Linked DNA regions of Mus musculus: region 1 is linked to region 2. Evidence: chromatin contacts called from public Hi-C data. All regions are on one chromosome and are shown on one strand. The core of a region is the stretch at or near the end of the contact, and the rest is flanking DNA. Distances in the headings are between cores, read along the strand shown.

Region 1 (3,420 bases), core at 614-3,113, 300 kb after region 2:
AAAGAATTGGGACAATTCATTAAGACTACGTAACATCTATAAACATATGTATAACAAGAACTGGGATTCCTGTTCTCATTAAACAACTACTAAGACATAAAAATGTCAGCTGAATCCTGATACAGTGGTAGTGATTTATTTTAGTACCCAACTAAAAATCAATAGAGAAACATCAAAGTTAACACTGTAGGTCAAGTAAGTTTAACAGGTAGATGCTGAATATTCTAACCAGTAGATTACAAAATATATATTCTTTTCAGCCACCTATGGACTCTTTTTAAAAGTAGACCACATTTGATGTTACTAAATACAAAAACTTGAAATATTTTTTATATTTGATCAGATTATAGTTCATTAAATGCAAACATCAACAGCAAAAGAAAGTATATAAACCACACAAATACTTGGAAAACTGAATACTCCTTTGAGTGAACAATATGTCATTTGGAAAAATAAGGAATAAATTTTAAAATTCCTAAAATCCAATGAAAAGGAACACACAGCTAATCAGAATCTTTGTGATATAGAGAAGGAAATTATAAGAGACAAGGATATAGCAAAGATCACTTAACTAAAACAACTAGAGAGTGATCCAACAAATAATGAAATGATGCACCCCAAAATGTTGAGACATAAAAACAAGCAAAACCCCCAAAGTAATAGACAATAAGAAATTCTAACACAGCATAAATTAAGTAAATGGGGATCAAAAGAATGGAGACAAATAATAAGTGGAATTAATCTAAAATATTAAAATAGTTGATTTCCTAAGAAGATAATCAAGATTGGCACATTTCTACCAAGCTAGCCAAAAGAACAAGAGTGAATTAATAACATTAAAGATTTAAAAGAGTCTTTTTTTTTCCCCAAGGCCAGCCTGGCCTACATAGCAAGTTCTAAGCCAACCAAGGCTACATTACCTCAAAAGAAAACAAAACCAAGAAAGAAAGAAAACTGACTATAGATGCTATACAAGGACTCAGAGGAAGAGGAACCCAGATATGCTCTTGATGAGGATGTGAAATTGGTGTGAGAGTTTCTCACAAAACTAAAAATAGAGTCCAAATGGACAACTCAGCAGTTAAGAGCACATACTGCTCTTCAAAGGACCCATGTCCAGCTCCTAGCACCCATGTTAGGTAGCTTACAACTGCTTGTAAGTCCAGCTCCAAGGAATCTAGCACTTGGTCTAGACTACATGGCACTTACATGCACACACAACACTGATGCACACAGTTTAAAATAGTAAAAGCAAATATTTTTTAAAGCCTAAAAATAGCCGCAGGAGGGAGCAGGTACCTGTGAGGCAGAAGAGCCAGCCGCCAGGTGCACCAGCTGGGTCTCTGATTGCAGGCACCCTGCCCAGCCATGCCTTTTGGGGACAAGAATGACACATGTTACCACCAAGGGCCATGCAGATGTATGTGGTCTGTGCTGCCAGCTTGATGCTCCATTGATATCTGTGGGCAGTGCTGGCACTGGGAACCATATTAACTGAGTGACCTTAGCTGCCATCTGAAGTCATGGTGATATCTGGGTTCATGGTCCTACTGCAGCCAGGGCCTGTGTTGATAGTAGTGATCTAGGTCACCACTGAAGACCACAAGGATATCCATGGTCACCAGAAACTACGGGAGGGCCCATGGGCCATGCTGCCATCTGGAGCCATACTAATGGAGTGTCCTGCATTGCCACCATGGACATCATGGCGATGTCCTGGTCTGTGTTGTCATCAAGGGTCATGTCTTTGTCCATGATCCTAATGCAGCCAGGAATTGTATTGATGTCTGTGGCTTGTGTTACCACTGAAGGCCATGAGGATGTTTGTGGTCTGTCCTGCACCTAAACTCAAGCTACCGCCTGAGGTCCTGCTGATGTCTGTGGTTTGGACAGTTTCCAAAGCCCTTATCTCAGCCTGTGGTCATACTGCCTCAGGAGGCCATGTTTGTGGTCTGTTCTATCACCAGAAACCATGTGGAGGCCCATGATCAGTGATCTTGCTAACTATGATCAAAGTGGCTACCTTTGCTGTGATATTTAGGACTGTAGGCTCACAGTTGAGAGGAAGGGACATGGAAGCCTTTTGTAACATCCCCTAATCCCCACACTCCACTCCCTCAATCCCTCCAAAAGTAACAGCCTAGACAGGAAGCCACTGATATGAAGAAGATGCTGAAGAGTAGCTCTCTACAATTGATAGCTTCTAGCTAACAAAGGTATGGGAGGGGAAGGACTTAGTTTTGTTTAAGGGGGCAGGCAACTGAGAGAATTTGACCATGCTCCAGTGAATATACAGATAAAACAAAGTAGACTTGGTTATTTTGTTTGTTTGATGGATTGATTTCTGCTTATTTTCTTATTACTTTTATTATTTCTTTGGGGGGTAAAGGTGGAGGAAAATGTAGAAGGAATTGGAAGAGATTGTGATCTCAAGGAGCATGATGTAAAATTCCCAGAAAATCAGTAAAAGTGTTATGGGAGAAAAAATATAGAACTACCATGACCCAGTTATACCACTCCTGGGTATATACCTAGGGGACTTTAAGTCACCGTATCACAAGATACTCAAATATCCATGCCAACATGTATAGTACTCACAGTAGCTTAGAAACAGAACCTGCCTAGATGTCTATCCATACATAGATCAATATTTAAAGAAACTATGCTAAGAATACACACCAAAATTTTACCCAACAACAAAGAAAAATTAAATTATTACATTTTCCAGGAAAACTGATATAACTGGAGATCATTATGTTAGACTGAGTAGCCAGACTCAGAAAACAAATAGGACATATTTCAAGTGTGTGTGTGTGTGTGTGTGTGTGTGTGTGTGTGTGTGTGTGTATAAGCCAAGAAAGTAGGAAGGAAGAGATGGTAACAAAGTTGGAGAAAAGAACAGGTAATTGAATGCATATGACATGAAATCAAAGGATGAATGTAGAAAAGAAGTGAACCAGGAAGTTGAGACAAGAACAGTCAAAGAGAACAATAAGGGAAAGAGGTGAATAAGCAAGAGGATGGTCAAAATTCCTTAAGGAAAGCCATTACTTTGCATATTGTCTTAGTTACTGTTATATTGTTGTGATAAAATACCATGACTAAGGAAACTTTTAAGAGAGAGTATTTAACTGGGGGAGTGATTACAGTTTCATAGAGTTAATCCATAATCATGATGGTGGGGATCCAGGCAGGCAGGGGCATGTCACTGGAGTGATGACTGAAAGCACACCTGATGAGAATGTTTCAGGCAGATAGAGAAGAAGGAGTGGGCTGGGCCTAGCCACACACTATTGAAATTTCAGTGACAAACCTCCTTCAACAAGGCTGCACTTCCTAATCCTTTCCAGAAAGTTCCACTAACTGGGGACAAAGCATTCAAACATTTGAGCCTGTAGGGTTCTTTTCATCAAACAGCAC
Region 2 (3,655 bases), core at 883-3,382:
TGGGAGTTGTAGTTTTTAGAAATTAATAAAGCCACATGGGAAAATATGGTGGATTAATAGTTTTATCCTTAAAAAGCCCCTACAACGTGTGTCTAGTCACTACTTGCTGGGAATTCCAGAGAGTGGTCCTGACCAAGGTCCATTCTGGCTAGCATTTAATTAAAACTTGCTTAAATTTTTGCTCAAAATGTAGAACTTGTTTATCTTTGGTGAATCTCAGTATTAACACTTTCAAGTATAAAATCAACAAGTATAAAATACTTGTTTGAATGTATGTCAAATCAAGATTTATTTTAAAATATCTTGTTATCACAATAATATATAATGGTCATAGTATCACACTGCCATAACTGATCTGGATGTTTGCCATGTGGCAAACTATACTGGTTTCTTTAACTATACTGGAATATAACTCACCATTTCTATTTGTTTGTCATTGATTGGTCAATATGGCTATGCCACTCTCATGTGAGTGACCTGTAATGCCTAAGACTTTGCGGTCCACAAGTGATTGAAGGTACCATTTCTCAAACATCATCAATTCATTCATCATTTAAGTTTTCCAGCTTCTCATCATCACAGGTACCCTGTGTGGATGGATGCTTTCCATCATGCTATAAAACTCTGTGTCCTGGTTTCAAAATGGAATTCCCCTTTGGGTGGCATGTTCCTGATTTTTAAAGAACTCTGTCCCTCTGAGTGGACAACTTGAGGTATTAGTTATCCTGTCCCAGAGGCATCCACCTGGTCTACATAAAGAAAATTTTCTAGAGTCCATTCATTGGCCTGTGATATTATCTCCAGAAGGAATTATTCAACCAAACTGGTTATGGGCTGTAGCCTTGGGCAATGTGGTCATTTATAGGATTTTTGGAAAAGATGAACATGGACATATTTTTCTATTGGGACTCACTGCTTGTGTTAATCCTCCATATTTGTTACTGATGGAGAGTCCCTCTATTTAACAAAACGGGGAATACTTCAAGTTATCTGCACCAATTATATTCTATTTAGTTGTGTGCCTTCTCCTCTGCTGCTAAGAGCCTTCTATTGCTTTGGTAGTCTTCCTTTGTTACAGGTCCCATGTATTGTAAGATGAACAACTTAGTGATTTTGGACAGCAGGTTCTCCTTGAATTACATCAGGCTCTTATTAGGGAGCAAAGATTTTTAGGTCAGATTTTAATTAGCAATATTGTGGTGGTCATTGGTATGGCATCCACAGCTGCTTCTACAACATCTCTTCAACCCCCTTCAACACCCTCCAACCTTGATTCAATATTATCATTGAAATTGTTGCATGGTGATTGTTTCAGCAATGCTGGGAAGCATTTGTTGGCTCAGAGAGTGTAGGAACCTCATCAACACTCAGACACAAGTAACTCATCTGTCCTCAAAATAGTCAAAAGGAGGAGGGAACTGTTGAGGACTAGATTAACTCAGGCTTTTCCTGAGGTCCTGATATATGGAGAAGAAACATAGTTCCTTCTCTAAACCAAAAACATGCTTGACATAACCAGCAATGAAGTGGAGCCAGAGCTGTGGGAAAGCTGAGGCTTCAAATCCTGAGAAGCCATCCCTTGCCATGTTTGGAGTTCCCAAGGCCACTGTGTACTCAGTCTCTGATGCCCTTGAGATAACCTATGTTCTCCTTCATTGATAGATTAGGTTCTTGCTGACTTTGTTCCATTTTATGACACCCTTCCGCTGACTATCCCACAGATAGTATATAAGATATTGTACTTCTTAATGAACTTGCTTGGCATAAGTTATTAGCTTGTGCAAGAACTTCTGACCCCAGATTTCCTTTCTTCTTCTTTAATTTGTCCTCTCACTCAGGACCATGCCACCTGCTGACCAAGGTCAGCTATAAAGAAATCCTCTGACAAGGGAAAGGAAAAAAGTCAGTTCTGGAAAGACCTGGTCACTGCAAACAACAGAGCAGATCCAGTGAGAGCAAGGAAAGCTGACAGCTAAATAGTTAAACATGAAGTCACTTGGGTTGTAGTTGTTTAATTGCAGCAAGATAGACTCAGTATAGGAACTGAAGTAGAAGGTAGCTTGTCTTGCTTGAGGAAAGGCTGATCAATGGAATGGAGGTAATTTATATAGCTTGCTCTGGTGCTGTCGATCTGCCACTCTCTACCCGCCTCCTTTGTGAGTACGTGTGTGTGTGTGTGTGTGTGTGTGTGTGTGTGTGTGTGTGTGGCTGGATGGCTAGCTAGCTAGCTAGCTGGCTTCCTCTCTATCTCCTCATTTCTCCCTCTCTCTCCCCTATCTAAAATCCCTGTCTATTTATCTATTACTGCGCCCCCCTTTGAGTGGTGGATAGGTCATTGTACATGGTAGATAAGCATTCTCCCACTTAAGATACACCTCAGCTCAGATCTATTTTGATCATAATTTGACTCTGAGCCTCAATTATAACCAAATTTCTCAAAAAATTAAAAGAAAATTATAATTCTAGACTAAATAATTAAATAATGCTAATATATGTATTCTTATTCCCACTCCTTTTTTTTTTTAATGGCATGCAGAGTATCTTTGTGACTAGGCAATTTAGTTGCAGAGGTTCCTCCATCTTGTATTCTTACTGACCCTATTCAGGTTTAACTAGAATCTGCTAGAATCTGATCTTTTTGATGGAGAATCCCTTGGAAAACTACCCAATTTCATTCTAGGAAACAAAGATCAAGAAATTCTAGCTAACTTATCTTGGCCTTTGTTAAAGCTGCTAGTCTGTGTGGAACCTCCTCCAGCTCACTGCTTATCTTAGTTGTCTGTCTGTGCAGAGTGCCCCTTCAGGCTAGCTAACTGCTTATCTTAGCTTCTGCTAAACTTGCTTGCTTCAAACTGCTTGTTTTTAAAAATTCTCTCCATGTTTGGACACCCTGGGCCACACCTACATCTGTACCTATCAACACTGACTATTGTCCCAGCTGGTTAGAGTAAAGACTATCAACTGGCTATATACTGTGTCTGAGTTGTCATCTTTGTTGGGTGGCCATAACATCTTCTTATACCAAAGATGCTAGAACACAGGGGTGAAGGCTGCAATATCTGTAAATGGGATTTTACCAACTGAGTTGAGGATATAGAGTGGCAAACTTCCCTTTTATGTCCTACAAGACTTGGTACCCTTTGTGTACAGACTCTGTTCTATATTCAGAATACTAAGACCAGTCTGGAAGTGAGCAGATGAAAACCTTACAACTATTGTAAAGGCTTTGATTTGAATTTTTTTATATTCAGAAAAAATTGTTAAGGATTATAGTTGGCAAAAAATAAAAGTGGTCAAATAGATTTCTATGGTATTTTGGAACAAAGTATTCTCTTTATTTAATTTATATATCATTTAATTTTTTAGAGATACTTCTGAGAAAGATTCATTTGGGTTTCCTAGATCTATTTCTAACTACAATGGAGTTAATTAAAAATGGGCTAAATTTCTCCCATACAAGAATTCATCATTGAGTATTATATTAGTTCTCGCTGAGTTGGGAAAAAAAAACATTATCTTTTTAACTTTTTTTAAAATTATAAGATAAGGAATTACAAAATGAAACCTTAGGTACATGTCCCATCTCTCTCACACACATACACACACACACACACCCCACGCTGGAAGCTAAGGACTGATAACTCTGTAAACTGCA

Evidence for each region. Hi-C and Micro-C count contacts between places; a contact is called where the count stands out from the background.
Region 1: a contact with region 2 is called in a Hi-C map of the G1E-ER4 cell line, with 2.4 times the contacts expected there. The contact joins two enhancer-like sites. A contact is called at or near these places in 1 of 15 datasets of contacts at CTCF or cohesin (the G1E-ER4 cell line) and 3 of 484 Hi-C or Micro-C datasets (all in the G1E-ER4 cell line).

The regions. Positions count from the first base shown.
Region 1 is chr6:66,345,653-66,349,072 of GRCm38.p6, forward strand. No RefSeq gene overlaps it. Among named protein-coding and RNA genes, the nearest start is that of Gm38824, 32 kb to the left of the region's middle. Within about 2 kb of position 1,864, at least 12 of the 459 cell types and tissues checked have an H3K27ac peak or open chromatin away from gene starts, as enhancers often do. A contact at or near this core is called in the G1E-ER4 cell line, where this site is marked.
Region 2 is chr6:66,049,744-66,053,398 of GRCm38.p6, forward strand. No RefSeq gene overlaps it. Among named protein-coding and RNA genes, the nearest start is that of Gm23625, 62 kb to the left of the region's middle. Within about 2 kb of position 2,133, at least 12 of the 459 cell types and tissues checked have an H3K27ac peak or open chromatin away from gene starts, as enhancers often do. A contact at or near this core is called in the G1E-ER4 cell line, where this site is marked.